Regions from separate parts of the Zea mays genome. Here region 1 is linked to region 2. A link is a contact called in public Hi-C data. All regions are on one chromosome and are shown on one strand. Each heading gives the region's core, a stretch centred on a gene start, on an enhancer-like site or on the middle of the called end of the contact. The rest is flanking DNA. Distances are from core to core; before and after follow the strand shown.

Region 1 (3,363 bases), core at 740-3,239, 970 kb after region 2:
ATTAGTGTGTTGTCGCCAGAGAGAACGGAAGTTGTATGTTGCGTAACCAGTGGCATGGTGGGTAATTTTCGTACAACTTCATGAGGAGATATAAAAACAGTGTTTTTGGAGCACCCTCTAAGGAGCTTCATGAATTTCATTAAACGGGCCTCTAGTTTCGATTTTTTTTAAAACTAAAGCTCGTGGAGCTGAACCTGTTTGGGTTGAAAAAGTTAGAACGAAATTGAAATTTTTGAAGTGAAGCTCTCCCAAACAAGACCATAGTTTGGCAGAAAAAATCAGCTCTGCGAAACGCCAAACAGGGCTGTACCTGCACGTAACCAGCAGTAGATCGTCGTCTACAGCACGTGACGACGAGAAGGACTCGGGTCAGGTGTCCGTAGTGCCATAGCCAGTTGGCACGTGGCGGCACGCAGAGCGGCGGCGGAGCCACGTACGGCGAGGGCAAGGTGGCAAGCGCAAGCCCCCCACCCACCCCACGAAGCACATATGCATGCCAGGAGGGCGCCCGCGCGATGCATGCAGGGCCACCTGGCGGCTGGCGCGGCCGGGCACTCCCCATGCTTGCCTGCCTGCCTCCCTGCGCTCTGCATGCACTCTCCAGCTTCCGCCACCGCGCGACGCATGCTGCATTCGCGCATGTGCGTAGGCGACTAGGCGTAGTAGCGGCGATCAAGGATGCGCGACAGCCGGCCCAGATCGACATTTGGAGCGGACGACGGCATGTAATAATAAGATTCCGGACCCATGCATGTGCCGGGATTAATACCTACTGATAGCTAACCAATACTAAGGCCCTGTTTGTTTGAGATTATAATCTATATAGATTATATAATCCAATGTAAATAAGCTAGTGAGGAAACAAACAAGCAACTTATCTGATAAGATTATATAATCTAGCACTTGAGATTATGATAATCCTATAAGCTCATCAAAGAGTGCTTATTTCAGCTTATTTTTTATGAAAGACCCACTACCTATGACAAGTTGATTAAAATTACTTCCAATTGTCATTCACCTATCCATAAACGTTCTCACCCACCAGACAATTAAAACAATCAAGGGTATTATTGTATTTGTATGCATATGAATAATAAGCCGAGTCCAAATAATCTGAGCTAACAAACAGCAGCACCTAGCTTATTTAATTCAGAGCAAATAATCTAGATTATATAATCTAAATTATAATCTAGATTATATAATCTATAAGTTGAAACAAACAGGGCCTAAAGCCAATCAGCGGTCAGTAGGGCAGGCAGCAAGCTGACAAGATGGCTCTCCTCCTCGCGATTACCAGTGGGAATTTATTATACATATACACGCACACAACAATAGCAGTTCTCCAATGTACGATCAAGCCCTTTGCACTGCATAATAATAATATTAATACTCTAACCGATGGGCGATGGCCAATTAATCTAATACAACCCGTGGTCGCTGTCGGCTGATGAATCGGTCGCCGCCGTCACTAGATCTGCCCCGACGCGCACGTATAGTTCGTGCGTGCGTGCGTGACGATCTTTACCTCAGCGTTGGCGTCCACGCGAGCGAGGGACGGCGTATCCGACGCCTGCAGAAAAGCCGGACCGATTCGTATATTCTCTGTCCGCTCATCAGAATATAATCTCGGAAAAATAAAGCAGGGTACCTCCTGCCTGCCGCCGATCCGAAGCTCTTTGTCCGGACGACACGAACAGCCCGCGCCGCGCCGGGCTGGCTGGAGTTCGGTGGCGGTAACAGACAACAAATATAATAGAACGGGTGTTTTGTTTGGAGTAACTGTCGGCGATTATATATTTACGCGAAACCGGACGCCGGAGTTCGATCCCCTAGCTGTTTATGATGAGTAGTAGTAGGAATTCCGCTCTAGCTCGGAAAGCAACACCGGGCGTTTGGCACGTACCATGTCCGCGGGCGCCGAAACCGAGCCACGCCGAGCATATTCTTCCAGTGCGCCTCCGCTGCTTCCTCGCTTTCTTTTCGTTGCCACGCCGGTGGCGGAGACACCGATGCCGGACGACCTTGCTGTGACTGACTGACTGACCGTGATTGATGTTTTCTTCTCTCCCGTTTCGGCCGCCCTCCCGCGACCCGACCCCGCGTGGCCGCGTGCGTGCGTACACCAGCGCTTACTTTTACTCGAGTGACCTACTGGCGTTCGCTGTTCCCGGAAATACCCCTCCAGTCTCATCACAGAGCTTGCTACTACTCCGCGCTGCCGTGGCGGAGGCAAGCGCGGTCATCTGCCCACTTCACCAGTCCTCGCGCTGTCGTGCCGTCTCCGGCTTCTCGTTCTTGCTCTTGCCCCGGCACCTTCGGTTTCCACCACCACCGCGCGCGCCGCGGCCGACCTGCCCTGCCCCAACTGTGTGTGCTCTTTAAAGCCCTCGCATCGCCATTTGCAGAATTGCCCAGTGCTCTAACCAGATCTGCTCCGCTCCGCTCCGGGCTGACTAACCGAGCCCGCCGTCTCTGTAGCTAGCTGGTCGTCCGTCGTCGCCACCAACAGGCTAACCACCAACCGCCCAAACGTCTCCACCGCGCGGGCGGAGCGCAGCTGCCCGCCCCGGATTAACCTCCCTCTCGCCCTCCCCACGCCTCCGAGATCGCGAGCGAGAGGACGCCACGCTGACATGGCGGCGGCGACCGTCGCTGCCGCGGGCACGGCGGCGCCGGCGGCGGCCATGCACGCCGGCATCCGGCGCTCGCGCTCCGAGCCGCACCTCCGCTGCCCGCGCCGCGCGGGCGCCGCGCTCACCACCAGCCGCTCCATCGGCGTGTTCCCGTTCCAGCTCGGCGCGGCGCCGCTGCGCCCGCCGCCGCTGCCCGACGGCGGCGCCGACGGCTCCCGGCTGCTCACCGTCGCCGACGACGACCCGCCGGAGGAGCCTGGGCCGGAAATGCCGCCCGCCCGGAGGCCCGAGGCGCACTGGCTCGGCCGCCTCCTCGAGCTCCGCTCCCGCTTCCACGACCCGACCAAGCGCGACGTACTCGACGACGACGACGACGACCTCTACCGCCTCGACGCTGACCACCACGACGGCGGGTGCGGCGTGAGCTACGACGACGAGGAGGAGGATGCCAGGTGGGACCGCCACTCCTTCGCCAAGCTGCTGGCAAGGGCCCCGCTCGGAGACGCGCGGCTGTTCGCGCAGCTGGCCTTCCTCTGCAACATGGCTTACGTCATCCCCGAGATCAAGGTGAACCCATCGCGCGAAAACCGCACAGTTATTAAATATAGCGTCGAAATGATAAACCCTGGGCCGTCCATTCGGGACCCGACGGCCGAGATCGTCTGATCTGGCCGCTCGTCCTGCGCAGGGAAGGAGATCCTCGCGACTACAGGCTGGGACTGGCCTGGTG
Region 2 (3,276 bases), core at 246-2,745:
TACGTATTTCTACAGCAAGATTGAAGAGAAGCGTGGTGTGACTGTTACAGATAATGGGAACACAGAGGTAAAATCATCACCTTCATTGGCAAACGGGATCCATTCTGAACCTATGTCAGGACAAATACCAGTTGCAAAGAGCAGCCCTGCATGGGATGAAGACTGGGGTCCTACTAAGAAATCCGGTGTTCCATCTCTTTCAGTTGATTCTAGTGCACAAACAAAGCAACCCTCAGTAGACCCTTTTGACTTCGGTACTCAAACAAAGCAATCCACAACACTCCCCTTTGATTTGAGCACCCAGGCAAAGCAGCCACCATCAGTTTCTCATGTTACAGCAGCTACAATCCCACCTGCGCAACCACAACCATCACTACAATCTCTTGCGGCTAGTTCAGGACCTAAAATTTCTGGCTCATGTGTCCCTGTCGACATTGAGTGGCCTCCTCGAAGAAGCTCGTCATCCAACTTCAATGCACCCTTGTCTATTAGCAAGGATAATGGTTCTGGAAGGCTGTCTAGCGATGGAGTTGATGATATTGATCCTTTTGCTGATTGGCCCCCAATACCTAGCAATGTTAATAGCATTTCAGCAACCGAGCATTGGCCAAGCATAAATCAAAATATTTCGGGATTTAGCTCAGGCAACATAGTTTTTGGTGGCAGCGGGAATTCTGTAGGGCAAACGAAAAGCAACCAAATGAGCTGGTCAAACACGTCTAATCTAATGGGCACAAACTCAACTGGCAGCTATTTGAATCAGGGCAGTGCAGCTCTAGGTTTCGGAAATCCAAATGGAGGATTGAGCACAGGTCTCTCCAATCCAAGTAGTTCCAGTACAGGCCTGAGCATGATGCTACCAAAATCTGATTCTGGATCATTGTCGACGTCGGTCAACAATGCCGCACATGGGCTACTAAGACTTGCCCCTCCTCCATCCACATCGGTTGGAAGAGGGCGCGGTAGAAATCAAGGACAGTCCGCACTCTCCCGAGCATCAAGGCCTCATGCCAACTCGGCATCAGGACAACAACCTATCCTGGATTTACTCTAGTAAGAGATGGTCGCCTCTGTTCTTCGCGTTCGGATTGTCAATGTGTACATCCTCAAACCTTTGTAAGGTGAGCATCATACTGTTCTTTTGGACATGCATGTGGCGAAAGCAGTTCTTTTTGTTCATTTTGAAGCTGGGTGGCCTTGGTTTATAGTCTGAAGGGATTCTACTTCGGGGATCTTGCAGAGGTTTACCTTTTCTCATGCTCCCGTGCTTAGGGTTTTGAATTGGGCATCGAGGCCATCTTCATACTGGTGACAGAAGAAATGTTTTGTGTATATTTCTGTCCAAACTCGGCTGTAGCTTTCAGAGTTTGTGAATAGTTGACATGTTTATATGGGCTGTGAAGTTTTGAAATGTTTAATGGGCCTTACAGGTGTGTACCTTTTCTCATGTACTCCGCGCAAAATTGTACAACAATGTTTAATGGGCCTTATAGGTGGACCTTTCTCATGTACTCCACGCTCCACCAACAATGTTTGGCCTTATATATATTTGGTGACTCGGTGTTATAGACAAAAGCCAGATGTTATACTCGCTATCCTTGGTTGGATTCTTGTGTCCCAAATCTCTGACGTTGACCTTGTACAGGACTGGGGGTTCAACTGCAGTGGTGCTGTGAGCCGTGCATGCGATGGACAACTCTCCTATCGAGCATTTTCATCAATTCGCTACACGGCCCTACATCCCTGTGCCTGTGTGTGTACCACTAGCTTGCATTGCATTGCATGCAGAGTGTACTATTGATGGGTGATGCATTGGATGGGGCATGCACAGCAGGAATATTTGCAGTTGATGAGCGGCAGGAATCAGTGGCTCAGGGAAAATTGAATGGCGATCTGGCCTTCACTCCACATGAGTACGTACCTATACGTACGCATGTATCATCAGACGGAGTCAGGAGGATGCGGGTAGTGTCCCTGTGTTGTCTACCATTTTGTCTCACCAATGTGGTCCCAAAGTACATGATGTTTTTTTACTTTTACACACTTTAAACCGACCGTAATATTTAATTCTTCTGTAAATACTTATTTTATTTTATCATTAAATATATTTTTTAATTACTTAACTATTTATAGAGACATCAAACAGGACGAACGGCCAAACATGACATCTAGCTGCTAACTAGTTAAAAGTGTCATCTACATCTGTCCTTTCTCAGTGTGATCTCTCTCCCTCGCAAGCATATATTTGCTTGGCACGGGGGACAAGTGGATGTGGAAGGCATGCATGCATGCATGATGCGCGGGCTGTTGATTGATTGGGAAACGAACACTGTGGGAGCGTACACGCAACGGCCATCGGTAGGCTGCGGATCAGGAATGCAGGGCTACAAATGCGACGGATGAAATGCATGCATGGATGGGGGCGCCACGTGATCACATTCACGGCGGCGGTGGCGGTGGCAGTGGCAGTAGAGAGAGAGAACGGCTGCAACCTCTCTCTCTCTTTCTCTCTCTGCACCATTATTTCATGTTTGTTCTCCTGGCACAGATCCGGGCGGAGCAACAGTGCGCACACAGCATTGAGCTCATCAACCACTTGTCACAGCAGCATGCGCGCGCGATGCAAGTCACGAGAGGGGCGGGGCCACCCGGGGCTGCAGTGAGACGTGACGAGCGATGGAGCAAGCATGCACGGTCGGCAGAGCGGCCAGCCAGCGTGCAGTACAGGGACTTGTACAGTATACAGGGGCACGCATGCATGGCAGTTGGCACACGTGTATGTACTGCTAGCTGTGTGCCATGTACAACGATGCAAGTATGCATACGTCGTCCGGTCGTCGTCGTCGCAGATTCGGGTCGGGGGGCACTTCTTCGTTGTACTCCTAAATTCTGTGAGCCCGTGTGCACTGTACACCCGTCAAATTCCAAGGCACGCACACACTGTGCAGGAGTCGCCAACAGCTAGCTAGCAAGCAGCGTGTCTGCTGCATATGTATGCGTCGTTTCCCGTTTCCGTGCGTTACGTGAGGCACCACGATCGGAGCGGTGGTGAATTAAGTTTATATCCGTGCGTACGTACGCAGGCAGGAGGACCGCAGCATGCCATGAACGGATAACTCCAGGCTGACGTGGCTATGAACTTTCTCGTGCAGTCGTACATGCTCTACACTGCAGGCTACAGCTCTAGGGAATCCAATCGTCCATCCTGCTGCTGCGAAGTCACTGAAGAGAGAGAGAGAGAGATAGTAGAGAGAGACCACACCATTCAATTTGCAT

The links. Hi-C and Micro-C count contacts between places; a contact is called where the count stands out from the background.
Region 1: a contact with region 2 is called in a Hi-C map of tassel, with 3 times the contacts expected there. The contact joins the promoter of LOC100304295 here to the enhancer-like site in region 2. A contact is called at or near these places in 2 of 25 Hi-C or Micro-C datasets (endosperm and tassel).

The regions. Positions count from the first base shown.
Region 1 is chr8:148,204,589-148,207,951 of Zm-B73-REFERENCE-NAM-5.0, forward strand. It overlaps LOC100304295, which reads left to right and starts at 1,990. Exons shown (of 2, transcript NM_001361278.1): 1 at 1,990-3,200. The coding sequence starts at 2,634.
Region 2 is chr8:147,235,871-147,239,146 of Zm-B73-REFERENCE-NAM-5.0, forward strand. It overlaps LOC100194347, which reads left to right. Exons shown (of 14, transcript NM_001359459.1): 14 at 16-1,583. The coding sequence ends at 1,054. Among protein-coding and RNA genes, the nearest start is that of LOC100194347, 8.7 kb to the left of the region's middle. Within about 2 kb of position 1,496, at least 19 of the 20 cell types and tissues checked have an H3K27ac peak or open chromatin away from gene starts, as enhancers often do. A contact at or near this core is called in endosperm and tassel, where this site is marked.